3 separate regions of the Zea mays genome follow, and all the other regions are linked to region 2. The links are chromatin contacts, called in public Hi-C maps. All regions are on one chromosome and are shown on one strand. The core of a region is the stretch at or near the end of the contact, and the rest is flanking DNA. Distances in the headings are between cores, read along the strand shown. Region 1 holds the start of LOC100384376. Region 2 holds the start of LOC100279731. Region 3 holds the start of LOC100285021 (male sterility protein 2).

Region 1 (4,223 bases), core at 499-2,998, 160 kb after region 2:
CCGTCCTCGGCGGCGCTGCCCCAGTCGCCTCCGACAGGCCACCACCCGGCGGCGGCGGCGGCGGCGGCGGGCTGGCTCTCGGCGTGGTCGCGGTCGGGCAGGTCCGGCGACGGCGAGAGCACGCGCTCGGAGCCGCTGCTGGAGTTGTCCGTGTGCGTGTGGTGCGTCGTCCACGGCACGGAGTTGTTTGAGTCGCGGTCCGCGGGCGCCGGGGCCGACGGGCGGTCGAAGCACAGCATCCCCGCCGACGGCGTCTCCAGGTCGTCGTAGTCGTAGTAGCCGCCGCCGTACTCGGGGAGCTCCACCTTCATCGGCGCCGCCGCTGCTGCCCCTACGCGGGCACTGGCACGCGGGTTCTTCGACGCCGCCGGCGCCGGCACCGGCTTGACGTCTTCGGCCACGGCGCCGTCGCCGTCGTCGTCGTCCACTGTGTCGTACCGCTCGATAACACCCTTCTTGTTGTAGATCCGGCACAGCACCCAGTCATCCAGCTGCAAGACAGTAGACACTTCATGGTTAAGCGCCGCCAATCCACGCGAAATCCCAGTGAAAAGTCAGACTAAGCTGATTGGGTTTTTTTTACTACGCATTGGAGTGTTTGGAAGAGGCTTGGAGATGAGGTCGACGTGACGTCGGATCCGGTGCGCGCCGCGCATGTGGTAATTTGTGCGCGGGCGATAAGATCAGGCGGCGGCTCTGCGCCGGCCATGGACCATGGTTGCCGCGCTTGTCTCTATCGCGGCGTGCGTGAGCCGTGACGCCACGCCGCCCGCGCTTTACATGTCTCTAGAGCCTATCCTGCCCAAGTAGCCGCGCGCTGTCACGAAAGGGACAACTCGATCGAGCTTGCTGCAAATGGACAATTTGCACGCCTACCTTTTTCAATTCCTCTTAACTAAGAATCTGCATATATAGTTGCAAGCCTAACAACACATTTCGATTCGATCCACTGTTTCTTGTTGCAGCATTGGTAAAATCAAACATCAATCTTTTTTTTTTTACTTCTCTCTATATTTTTTCCCTCTAACTGCAAGTGTCAGTATTTCGGGGAGATAAATATGTTCTCCTGAGAAAGGTCATGGTGTAGTGAATTACCCTGAGCGCGTTGTTGGTCTTCTTGCGTGCGGCGGCCGAGCGGTCGACGTCCGCGAGGCGGTACTCGTGCATGATCCAGTTGGTCTTGACGCCCTTGGGCGGCTTCCCGGCGTAGAAGACGAGCGCCTTCTTGATGGCCACGGGGCGCGGCGACCCTACCGGCTTGTCGGCGCCGGTGGCCTTCCAGTACCCTGTCCCGGCCGCCCGGTTAGGCCTGGAGCCATTCGGGTACTTGCGGTCGCGCGGCGAGAAGAAGTACCACTCCTTCTCCCCACCGAACGCCTTCTCTGCAACCACCGATCACCATGCCAGCTGATGAGGTCAGCGCGGGGTCGTCACCTAGCTAGCTCGGATAACTAACACTCGCTGACGATGATCCGATTGTTCGACGTACCTGGGAGCTGCCATGGGTCGAACTTGTAGAGATCCACCTCGGCGATGACCGGCGCGGCGAGCGGCAGGCCGCCGCACTTGCGGAGGAGATAGTACATCACCAGCTCGTCATCGGTGGGGTGGAAGCGGAACCCAGGCGGGAGCTGCAGCGCGCCACCGCAGTCCATTCGATCGATCACCTAGCTAGTGGCAACAGGCGGAGGCGGCCGGGCGGATTGGAGCTTCGAAACGATCGAGGAGCTGCCGATCGCTGGAAAGCTGATTGATTGCTGAGGAAGTCTCGAGAGCTTTTGGAATGGAACATCGCGCAGCTGTACCCGGGGTTACTTATAGAAGGGTGCTCCGACACGTGTCGACGGATGGACGGGGCGGCCTCGATGTGACGCACGTGCAACTTGGGGAGCGGGGTGTGGGCGGGGCGCCCGGGCCCTACTCGCGGGTGAGCAGGCAGGTTGACCTCAAGACGGCAAGACCCAAGCCGGAGCGGATGCGTGTGGCGCATCGGAGCGGGGGAGCGGTACGAGTGGACGGTGGGATGCGAGGGCGAAGGGTCCAGTGGACGGGATTTTGTCATCCCTTCCGTCAGCTGTTTTGGCGCCGCCCGGGGCTGGCCTCTCTCTGTGGGGTGCCTGCCTGGTGGGGCCGTTTCGTTGTCATGGGTGTGTGTGCTGTGGGCCCGCGTGGATCCCGGCCGTGGTTTTTTTTTTCTGTAAGATATTTTAATTAAAAACAATTGTCGTTTTGGCAGTGGAGATTCCCATCGTCCACTTCGTCGAGCCCCTGTGTCCAGCGAGTAAAATAACACCTGCTGAGGTAACCACGGTCGATTCTGCCGCGATTCCCCTGGCTTAAACTTTGATGATTACCAGGCATATTTCGGTCAGCTTTACGGCGGTACATGCAACGAATCCGTTGGTCTGTTTTAAATGGCGCTCTTCCCAAGCGTCAATTTTGTAGCTACACACTGATTTTCCTGATTTTTAAAAAGAATTTAACATAATATATCTCAGATGTTTTTTTGTGGGTGGGCTGAGTCCTAGTTTGTAGGATCGTAGGGGAGTCCTAGGCCATTTGGTTGGAGGGACTAAAGATTAGTCCCTCTATTTTAGTCTCATTTAGTTAGTAAATTACTAAACGGTGGGACTAAAATAGGGATTAAACTGTTTTAGTCTCTAGTTCCTTAGAAGGTGAATAAAGGAAATAAATCATAGTAATTTTATCTTTTGTCCCTCGTTTATTTCCGTTACACTAATGACGCTGAGAACACTAAAGGGTATTTTGATCTACTTGGGACTTATTTAATGCGTTCTAAAAGCTTTTAGTCCTTAGAACTAAACATGGTAGACACTAAATTTTAGTCCTGTAACTAAACTTTAGTCGCTGGACTAAAAAAACCAAACAGACCCTTAGTTTGTAACGATTTGTAACACCTAAATATAAGACATTTTACTTTGTTAGATATATATTTTTATTATACATCTAAATATATTGTATATCTAAGTGTATAACAAAACCTAAATGTATAGAAATATTATAAATTATTATAATACCTAATAGAGAAAGTGCTTCCTGCTTATACAATATCTACTCTTTTAAAGCACCACTTTCCTGCGCACGTGCGATGTGCGTCAGATGCAAAGTACGAAGCCTTCCCCGCTTCTCGTCTAACAATGATTCTATTACACCACAGAAGGTATTGAGAAACCACTCAAGCCTAACACCGCTCCCACATAGTAACATCTCGCTAGATAGAGGAAATACGTAAACAACAGTGACAAACTAGACCTGACCCCAACTAAAATTTGGCTGTACTTTTACCCCCCTTCAGGGCATGTTCGGTTACACCAATCCAGAAGGGGATTGGAGGGGATTAAATCCCCTCCAAGTCAAAAATGACTAGGAGGGGATTTAAACCCTTCCAATCCCCTTCTGGATTGGTGTAACCGAACAAGCCCTCAATTAAAAAATTAACAGGCCCTCTTGACATTTACGATTCTGGTTGGTATGGCGCAATCGCGCTGGCAGTTGGATGCCCGTATGTTTGTTTTCTAATCTGAGGGAGATCAGCCTTTTGCAGACGAACATGGCGCGGCGACACAAAACAAAGCCTGCAACCTGCACGCAGCAGGTAGCTAGCTCGACCGATCCACATGCATGCCGCTTACGAGGACGAGGACTGCAGCAGCGCGAATATCCGCGGGCTTCCGTGCGCTGCATCCTGCATCTGCATGGCGTGGTCCTCGCCAAAACGACGGGAGCTGGGTGCGGCGCGCGGCGGCGCGGACGCGGCTGGAGGGTGTCTCCCTCCCTGCCGCGTCTCCGGTCTCTCCGTGCGTGCGTGCGCGCGCGCGCAACAGGTATCCCGGCACGGCGTCGCGGACCGCGCGACCCGCCGGCCCGTGTGACATGGCGCGGGCGACGTCACGGCGCCCCCGCCCCCGTGCAGAGCCCCTGGACTGGAACAGGAAACGCTGGGCCCGCCTGTTCCCCGCGGCTGCCCGCAGCGGGCAGCGGGTCGGCATGTGTCGCTGACCCGACCTGGTCGACGCGGCGATGCGCAGCAGCGAGTGCGACGCCCCGGGCCCGGGCTGTCGTGATATAGCTTCTCCTAGCTGGCCTCGGCGTGGGCCCGATGCGTGCGTCCGCCGCGGCAGGGCTTGTTTGGGTAATCTTGGATTGGAGTGGATTGAGGTGGTATAAGGTGTATTGAAGTGTAATATGAACTAATTTTCCTT
Region 2 (4,134 bases), core at 1,021-3,520:
TACCCTGGCCATGCGCTCTTTGGTTTCTTTTGTCTCCGGGCAGTCCCTGGTATGGTGGTTTGAGTCCTCGCCATGGAAAAGATAGCAGAACTTCCTGGGCTGCTAAGGGCCTCTGCCCGCCCTCTACCTCTTGGTGCGCCGCCGCGACGACTTTGATGCTGGGGTAACGTCGAGGGAAAACGTTGCCCAACTATTGCTGATTGGCTATCTTATGGACCTGGGGCTATGCTTGACCGTGGTCTTGACTCTTGACAGTGGTATTCATGCTATTGGCCCTGGTTCCATGGCTTGCTTGACTGTGAGTCTACCTTCGGTTTGCGTTGTAATTTGTACCTTTTGGTACTGTAACTCTTCGGTTGAGCATATTTTTTCGAAGAGTGTGTATAATTCCTAGGGAGCCGACGGAGGGTCTCTTGTGCAGTGGCTATAAAGTTGTCTTGCGCGAAGACCACTTATCGCGTGGTGGATTGCGATCCGATCGTCGACCGAAGGCAGCTGTTACTTGAGTTATATGAATTTCTTGTAGTAATCACGGAGGCTCTCTTTTTCTAGCTGTCTGCAGAGGGAGAGTTTGGCTAGGGCATTCGTTTTGGGTCTGTACCCTTGAAAATTGAGTAGGAACTTGTCACGTAGGGTCTTCCACAAGTCAATTGACAAAGGTGGAAGTCTTGAGTACCATGTAAGGGCTAAACCTTCGAAAGCAATGATAAAGGATTTAACCATTGTACAGTCATCTCCTTCTGAAGATGCAATGACTACTTGGTATCTCATGATGTACTGATTGGGATCTGTGTTACCGCTGTATTTGGGATAGATCCCCACTCTGTAGTTGATTGGCCATGTTGTAGCTTTTATGCGGAGAGAGGACTTCGCTCGTCGAGATAGTTGAGGCTCTAGAATGCAATTTGCATGGATGGTAGTCTTTGAAAATTTTGATTGTAAGCTGCGTCATGTGGCTGCTGCCGAAGGTGGACACCGATCTGTATTTCTGCTATATTTGTGCTCAATTCATTTTGCTTTTTCTTCCTCCACCAGGATTAGGGCTGGAAACGAGCCGAGCCGAGCTCGGCTCGGCTCGGTGCCTGAACGAGCTCGGCTCGGCTCGTCCATTTCACGAGCTAGCGAAAGAGGCTCGGCTCGGCTCGACCTTGGCTCGTGAGCCGGCTTGGCTCGCGAGCCATATTCTGGTATTTATTGTTGCATTATTTGGTGAATTAACATTATATAAATTTGAAATATAGAATCATCATTCTACATTATGAGTAAATTAAATTATAACTTGTAATATATTCATTATCAAAGACTAAAAAATAAGCTATTATCCATAAAATTATCTAATATTCATTATTATTCTATAAATAAATTATTTTTGCAAGGCTCGCGAGCTGGAACGAATTGGCTCGGCTCGGCTCGCTGCAAAAACAAGCTCGAAAAAGAGGCTCGGCTCGGCTCGTTCGAGGCTTGCGAGCCGCTCCGAACTCGAGCCCCAGCCCTAACCAGGATCCTGGTTTGAAACGGAGGGAGTAGTAGAGCTAGAGAATAGAAATGATGCCCCACTGGGCCGCAAAAACGCAACGCTGGGTGCGTGCGACGAAGCCGTCCAGGTCGAGCCGTACTTGGGACTTGAGAGCATAGGAGCCTCCCTCGCACGTAGGGCTGGGCAAAAAACCCGTAACCCGAAACCCGAACCCGGAATACCCGAACCCGAACCCGAAATACCCGAAACCCGAATTTTGTTCGGGAATTTCGGGTAGCAACTTGCAAAACCCGAATTTATTTCGGGTAATTCGGGTATCACAATCGGGTACCCGAAATACCCGAATTACCCGAACTTTCATGTGTCATGTACTCATGTCATGCTTAATTATTAATTTGTGCATTTATAATTATGTGTAAGTGTGTATAACTTGTGATTATAGATTACTTGTATTTTATATGTCCATGTATATAATTATTCAAACTATATTTTATACTAATTTAATAGGGTGTATGTGTTTTTATGAAGGTGACACAATAGTTCGGGTAGTTCGGGAATACCCGAACCCGAACCCGAAATTCTGGGTACCCGAATTTTCGGGTATTGCAAAACCCGTTGTAATTTCGGGTATCGATTCTCAAAACCCGAAATTTTAAAAACCCGAATTACCCGACCCGAAAATTTCGGGTAACCCGAACGCCCACCCCTACTCGCACGTGCTTCCCCTCCTTCCCCATCGACTCGTTCCGACAACGCCCGCGTCTAGTCTCGTCTCGTCTCACCATTCGTCACTCGCGCGCGCCGTCGTCCTTCTCCGCCGTCGTCCCCGCCGCCGACGATGCCTCGTAAGGCCTCGTCGACCTCAGGTCCATGCGTCCGGGCCCTTCTCGAAACCTCTTAAACTCTCTAGCGCCAGATCTAACCGCCTTGCTAACCCTAACTCCCAGATTCGCGCCTCAAATGGCGCAAGCGGAAGCTCAACCCCGACGCGTCCCCGTCGAAGCCCTCCATTTCTACCGCGGCGGCCGACCACTCCTCCGACTCCGACTCCGCCGCCTTAAACGACGACGAGGACCCCTCCGCCCTCGGCGCGACGGGGGACGGGGCAACCGACAACGACGCGGACGCCGCGGCGTCCGAGGACCCCGCGGTCGAGCTCCGCGAGGCGGAGGTTCTGCCCTCGGCCGATGCCATCTCTAGCTTCCCTGCCGCCAAGCGCCGCGTGGTCAACCGGCCGCATGCGTCCATCCTCGCGCTGCTCGAGGCCGAACGATCTGCTTGTTCCGGCGATGTCCCTACCGTGGCACTGCCGGCGCTAGAGAACATCTCGCACGGGCAGCTGCAGGTGCTGTCTGGGGTGCTTCCGGACCACCCATCCCTTGCGACAGACCCCGACAAGCCGTCCTTGTATGTGTGCACGCCGCCTCCCCTCATGGAGGGTCACGGGGTGCCCAAGCAGTTCCAGGGTCGCTTCCATGTGGTGCCCAAGCACTCAGGTTTGCTTTTCGTCTAAACAAGGATAGCTGAGCTGTGCTGGAAAATGTGCTAATTTAAGTAACCTATGTATTTTGGTTTGTAATTTGTAGATTGGTTCTCCCCAGGGACAGTTCATAGGCTGGAAAGGCAGGTAGTGCCACACTTCTTTACAGGGAAGTCTCCAGGGCATACTCCGGAGAAGTATGTCATGTTAAGGAATAAAGTTATTGCTAAATACTTAGAGAACCCAAGCAAGAGGCTTGCTTTTGCTGAGTGCCAGGGGCTTGTTGGGAGCACATCTGAATTGTATGATCTGAGTAGGATTGTTAGGTTCTTGGACACTTGGGGCATCATCAATTACCTTGCGGCTGGGTCTGTGCACCGTGGTCTGAGGATGGCAACTTCGCTTCTAAGAGAGGAACCTACAGGGGAACTGCAATTGCTTACAGCACCATTGAAATCAATCGATGGTCTAATTTTGTTTGACCGGCCAAAATGTAGCCTCCCAGTGGAGGACATTTCTAGGATGGCAGCGACTTCATCGAACTCGGAGGCTGTGGATTTTGATGCTGCATTTTCAGACTTGGATGGAAAGATTAGGGAGCGTTTGTCTGAGAGCTCTTGCAGTTATTGCTTACAGCCTTTGCCAAGTTTACATTACCGGTCGCAAAAGGAGGTGTGTTTCTTTGTAACTTCCATTTTACATGTGTTATCTTAAATGCATTGAGCAGAGAATCCATAGCTGTATTTTGGAAGTTGCACTTGCATTTTGCTCCTGCTAAAAAATGACCTTCCTCCAAGATTTTTTATTCCACATTGCAGTAAGCTGCCGTGGTAGTCTTGCTTCATAGTTTAGCATGTTATATTGCCTAAGTTTTGGTTGAGTGTGGTAGACTAAGATTACTGTTGAAATTAAACCCTAATTATGTCTTGTTTTTGCTCTTTGCCTACTTATTCTTTACTCAGATTGTTTTTTTTTAAATCTTGGATACACAGCACATGTTGTAAACGTGTATTAACAATTTAATGTTTTTATTACTAGTTTACTATTGTACTTGGGAAAAGAAAATTTAGGGGCTGTTTGGTTGGTGCTTCCAAACATTATGGCATGGTTTCAGGGCCCTATAAAGCAAACAGACCCTTAGTTATAAATATTATTGTGTCAAATTTTGGTGCGGAGT
Region 3 (4,410 bases), core at 1,737-4,236, 170 kb before region 2:
TATATATATATATATATATATATATATATATATATATATATATATATATATATATATATATATATATATATATATATATATATATATATATATATATATATATATATATATATATATATATATATATATATATATATATATATAGAAGAGGTAATGGAAGCCCTGGGCTTCCGTTAGTGGGCGAAGCCCCAGCCAGGAGGTCGATCGGGTCGCGTTCGGCCCACTAGACGCCAGCTTGCGTCAGCCATGCATAGGATAGCCACGTATCCCGGCTGAGACGCGACATGCGATATACGCACGCATAAATATATGTACAAATGTGCATAACTCATGCATAAATGGAATCTTTTATGCCACGAATCACGGGAACGAATATTTGCATGTGCTTGCCGGTTACGACTGCATAACGCTGTGATACATGATAGCGTAAACCATGCAAACATTTAAAATCTCCCACCGGTTTTAAGATAAGGAAAGACGTGCTCTTCGTGCGCGTAAATAAAGGCGCAGTTACAGGAGGAAAAAAATACGCACGCATAAATCATGCATAGAAGGGATCTTTTGTACCTTGACTCACGGAAACGAATATTACCATGTGCACACTGTTTACGACTGCATAACGATGTGTAACATGATAGCATAAACCATGCATTATATAAATTTTGAACGGTTTGATATAAGGAAAGACGTGCTGCATAATCGCGTAAATAAAGGGACAGTTACGGTTCGAGGAGCATTAGTAGAAGGAAATAAATTTTAATTTACAGTCGCAGTTCGCGGGTTCTGCTCGGGCGGACTCCAGCGTAAAACGTGAGCTAAAACATCGTAAATGAGTACGAAATTTAGCGTAAATCATATATCTGTTTCGTAACAGCAAACGAAGCCCAAAAATTACGGCGTAAAAATCACGTGCACCCAATCGTGCGCGGGTTCTGGCAAGGGCAGATTCCGCGTAAAACTTGAGCTAAAACATCGTAAATGAATACGAAATTTAGCGTAAATCCTATATTAACTAAAACAGCGTAGATTGATCACGTTCGATCGTGCACGGATTTTGGCTTGGTCAAATTTCAGCGTAAAACGTGAACTAAACAGCGTAAATGGGTACAAATTTTATCGTACATCATCAATCTATTTCTTAACAACGAATGTGGCCTAAATTACGACGTCAAAATCGCGCTCCGATCGTGCTCGGGTTCTAGGTCAGGTGGATTAAAGCGTAAGATGTGATCCGAAACAGCGTAAATGGATACGAATTTTAGCGTAAATCAATGATCTGTTTTAAAACGACGAATGTGGCACTTGCTTTTTAGTGGAAGCGTAAAATGCAATAAGAAAGAACCCAAGACAAAATCTTTTTTTTTTGCCGACCTATACATGCGACATGGGGGTGAATTAATAACTGAACGAACCTAAGACAAGAAAGAAAACGATGAAGCCATTTGCTGTTCCTGAATCTTGATCCGTCACGCTCACGCCCGGCCATGGAACTAAGGTCAGAAGAGTAGCCACTAGACAATACAGAGGGCACGACGGTCAGAAGAACAATAACTTGGACTTGGAGATGCATCTGAAGGGGAGCACGGTGCCGTTGGGCTAGAATAAGCGGAGCTGGTACGCCAGGCGCGTCCACTGGTCGACTCCGACGATCCCCGCGACCTTCCATCGCGTCTGGGCCTCCCCATCCACCCAGAACGGCACCACGCCGTCGCGGAGCGCGGCCTCCATGGCGGCGCTGCCGGCGTCGCCCAGCGGGGCGCCCTGCGCGCGCGCCACGTACGCCAGCGGGAGGACGCCCCTGGCGGGCACGCGGAACGGGTAGGCGCGGAGCACCGCCAGCCCGCCCGCACCGCCACGTACGGCACGCGGGGCTGCAGCAGCACCACCACCACAAGGACGGCCACGGCGCCCCAGCAGCACCACGACCGCCAGCACCATGAACAGCACCACCGCCGCCCACTCCGCCGCGCCCCGACCGGTGCCTCCTAAAGCTGTACCGCCGCAGACGCTGAGGCTCCTCCTCGCGCCCCCTCCACGACCGCCAATCCGCCGGCTGGAGAGCGCCGCGGCGGCCGGGGCTCTCCTGCTCACGGGCGCCTGCTCTCACGCCCGAGAGAACCGCCGCCGCCGCTAAAACCTAATCCCTGGCGGCGTGGGGGTGTTTTTATAGTGACGACGTGGGCAGGATCGTGGGCCCGATTCACGTAATATGCGGCGACTATGTTTGCATAAACTGATACACACATCAGCATAACTCGTATTATAATTTAGCGTAAGTACAGGTAGGTACAATAAACCAAAAAGGGTTCGTGCGGTCTGCACACCTGGTCAGGGCTTCCTGTAGTTAAATAGAGCCCAGAGCTCTAAATACTACATCTATATATATATATATATATATATATATATATATATATATATATATATATATATATATATATATATATATATATATATATTCATTGAGTACTCATCACATGGAAATCAATGCTCCAGATCTAGTAGGTACTATGTGCCACCAACTCCGGTTCTATAACCACAACTATGGGAGTAAAAAAAAGATGGGCTCCACCAGCCTTTCTGACGGCAGAAAGAAGAGAGAGAAAAAACTGCTATAGACAGTAGTACGTATATAAAAATAGACGTTGCACTGCGAAAATGCGAAGTGATTGTTAAAGTAAAAAGTGACAATCTTCTGAAATAAAATAGTGTGCGTACGACCATTATTGTTAATTATCGCATCTTGCCGATCATCGCAGGCCTAAAATATACTAGCTAGTACTTCAAACTGACGTCAGCACGTCAAACAACAATATATTTTGAAGTACTTACTGTATGTATATGGAGATGAGGAGCGCAGCAGCCAACGTCGATCGATTTGATTTGCCCATAATTTAATTAGCGCCGCTGCCTCTATTTACTGCAGCAACCTCCCCTGCCACCCACTGAGACACATATCCTGATATCCCTTCTCACCAATAAATACATGGTAGGATCCCAATGCTATATGCTACTCGACTACATACTGCTGAGTACATCAGTACTCAGATAGCCCAAGTCGGACCACACTGCTTGCACAGTAGAAGATGATAGGCGATGAACTGGATTCCGATGTGGTTGTACGCTACTTCAGAGGCAAGAGCATCCTGATCACTGGATCAACCGGTTTCCTGGGGAAAGGTACGTACGGTACCTCTCCTTGCATGCATGAACTCGCCCAGCACTCTTTTCAGGGATCGATGTCTGTGCAATGCATATATGCAAGCATGGCTGATCATCTATATATCTCATCAGTGTGGGTGTGTTGCTTGCTCTTGCTTCATTCCCTTTTTTCGTCTCTTCATTCAAATCGTAGTGCTCGTGGAGAAGATACTGAGGGTTCAGCCGGACGTGAAGAAGCTCTTCCTCCTCGTTCGAGCCGCCGATGACGAGTCTGCCAAGCAGAGGGTCGAGACCGAGGTGAAAAAAGCAAGATACCTTCTCCCTTCTTCCTTCCGTCCCGTCGTCGTCTCAATCATAGCATGTTTTAGTTGTGCAAATTAATCTGTGACCAACAAAGCAGAAAGGGGATCGATCCCTTGGATAGAAGAACACAGTGACGGGTCGGAAGAGCTGGTAGTTGCATTGCACAGATATGGAAGTATCTCGCATGCCGCGCAACTCTCCAGGGGTTGCTGAGACAGGATGTCTCCTGATGGACTAGTTTTGTCAGGAGTATGTTTTAATTTCTCCTGACAAAACTAGTGGCAAATGCATAGGTCATTGATAAACCTCAAGGCTTCAAGCAAGAGTTGCAACAAGTGATGAGACAGGATGTCTCCTGATGGACTAGTGATGTTTCTGTTTTGTTTTGTTTTGTTTTGTCGCTAGGTGACAGGAAAGGAGATCTTTCAGGTTCTGAAAGAAAAGCACGGTAACGGGTTCGAAGGTTTCGTCCAAGAAAAAATCTGCCCTCTGCCAGGAGACGTCATGCACGAGAACTTGGGCCTAGGCGCTGCCAAACTGAGACAAGTGTGCAAGGAAATAGACATCGTTGTAAACGGAGCTGCAACTACGAATTTCTACGAAAGGTCTGGGATATATTATTACTGCTGTTACATATGTATATATCATTATATTTGAGATGCCGCATGGCCGCCTGCGTGTTCTGGAAACATCTGTTTCAGTTCTATGCATGCACATGCAGATACGATGTGGCTTTCGACACAAATGTCATGGGAGCCAAGCACATATGCGAGTTCGCGAAGAGGTGCAGCAAACTCAAGATGCTGCTGCATGTTTCAACAGGTATATATAGTAGGGAAGCAACAACAGTCCATTTTTTTTCTCCAATTAAATGGACATGTGTAATGAATGATAAATCTTCTTTGAGCATGCATGCAGCTTATGTAGCTGGTGAACAGGAAGGGGTGG

The links. A called contact is a pair of places that touch in the nucleus more often than the background predicts.
Region 1: a Hi-C map of tassel shows a contact between it and region 2, with 2.1 times the contacts expected there. The contact joins the promoter of LOC100384376 here to the promoter of LOC100279731 in region 2. A contact is called at or near these places in 3 of 25 Hi-C or Micro-C datasets (ear, endosperm and tassel).
Region 3: a Hi-C map of ear shows a contact between it and region 2, with 3 times the contacts expected there. The contact joins the promoter of LOC100285021 here to the promoter of LOC100279731 in region 2. A contact is called at or near these places in 2 of 25 Hi-C or Micro-C datasets (ear and tassel).

Annotation. Positions count from the first base shown.
Region 1 is chr4:214,324,012-214,328,234 of Zm-B73-REFERENCE-NAM-5.0, forward strand. It overlaps LOC100384376, which reads right to left and starts at 1,749. Exons shown (of 3, transcript NM_001322063.1): 1 at 1,490-1,749; 2 at 1,096-1,382; 3 at 1-491. The coding sequence starts at 1,655.
Region 2 is chr4:214,162,003-214,166,136 of Zm-B73-REFERENCE-NAM-5.0, forward strand. LOC100279731 reads left to right here and starts at 2,271. Exons shown (of 9, transcript NM_001152690.1): 1 at 2,271-2,343; 2 at 2,425-2,973; 3 at 3,064-3,629. The coding sequence starts at 2,316.
Region 3 is chr4:213,994,562-213,998,971 of Zm-B73-REFERENCE-NAM-5.0, forward strand. It overlaps LOC100285021 (male sterility protein 2), which reads left to right and starts at 2,987. Exons shown (of 10, transcript NM_001370692.1): 1 at 2,987-3,177; 2 at 3,353-3,456; 3 at 3,868-4,067; 4 at 4,184-4,284; 5 at 4,381-4,410. The coding sequence starts at 3,084.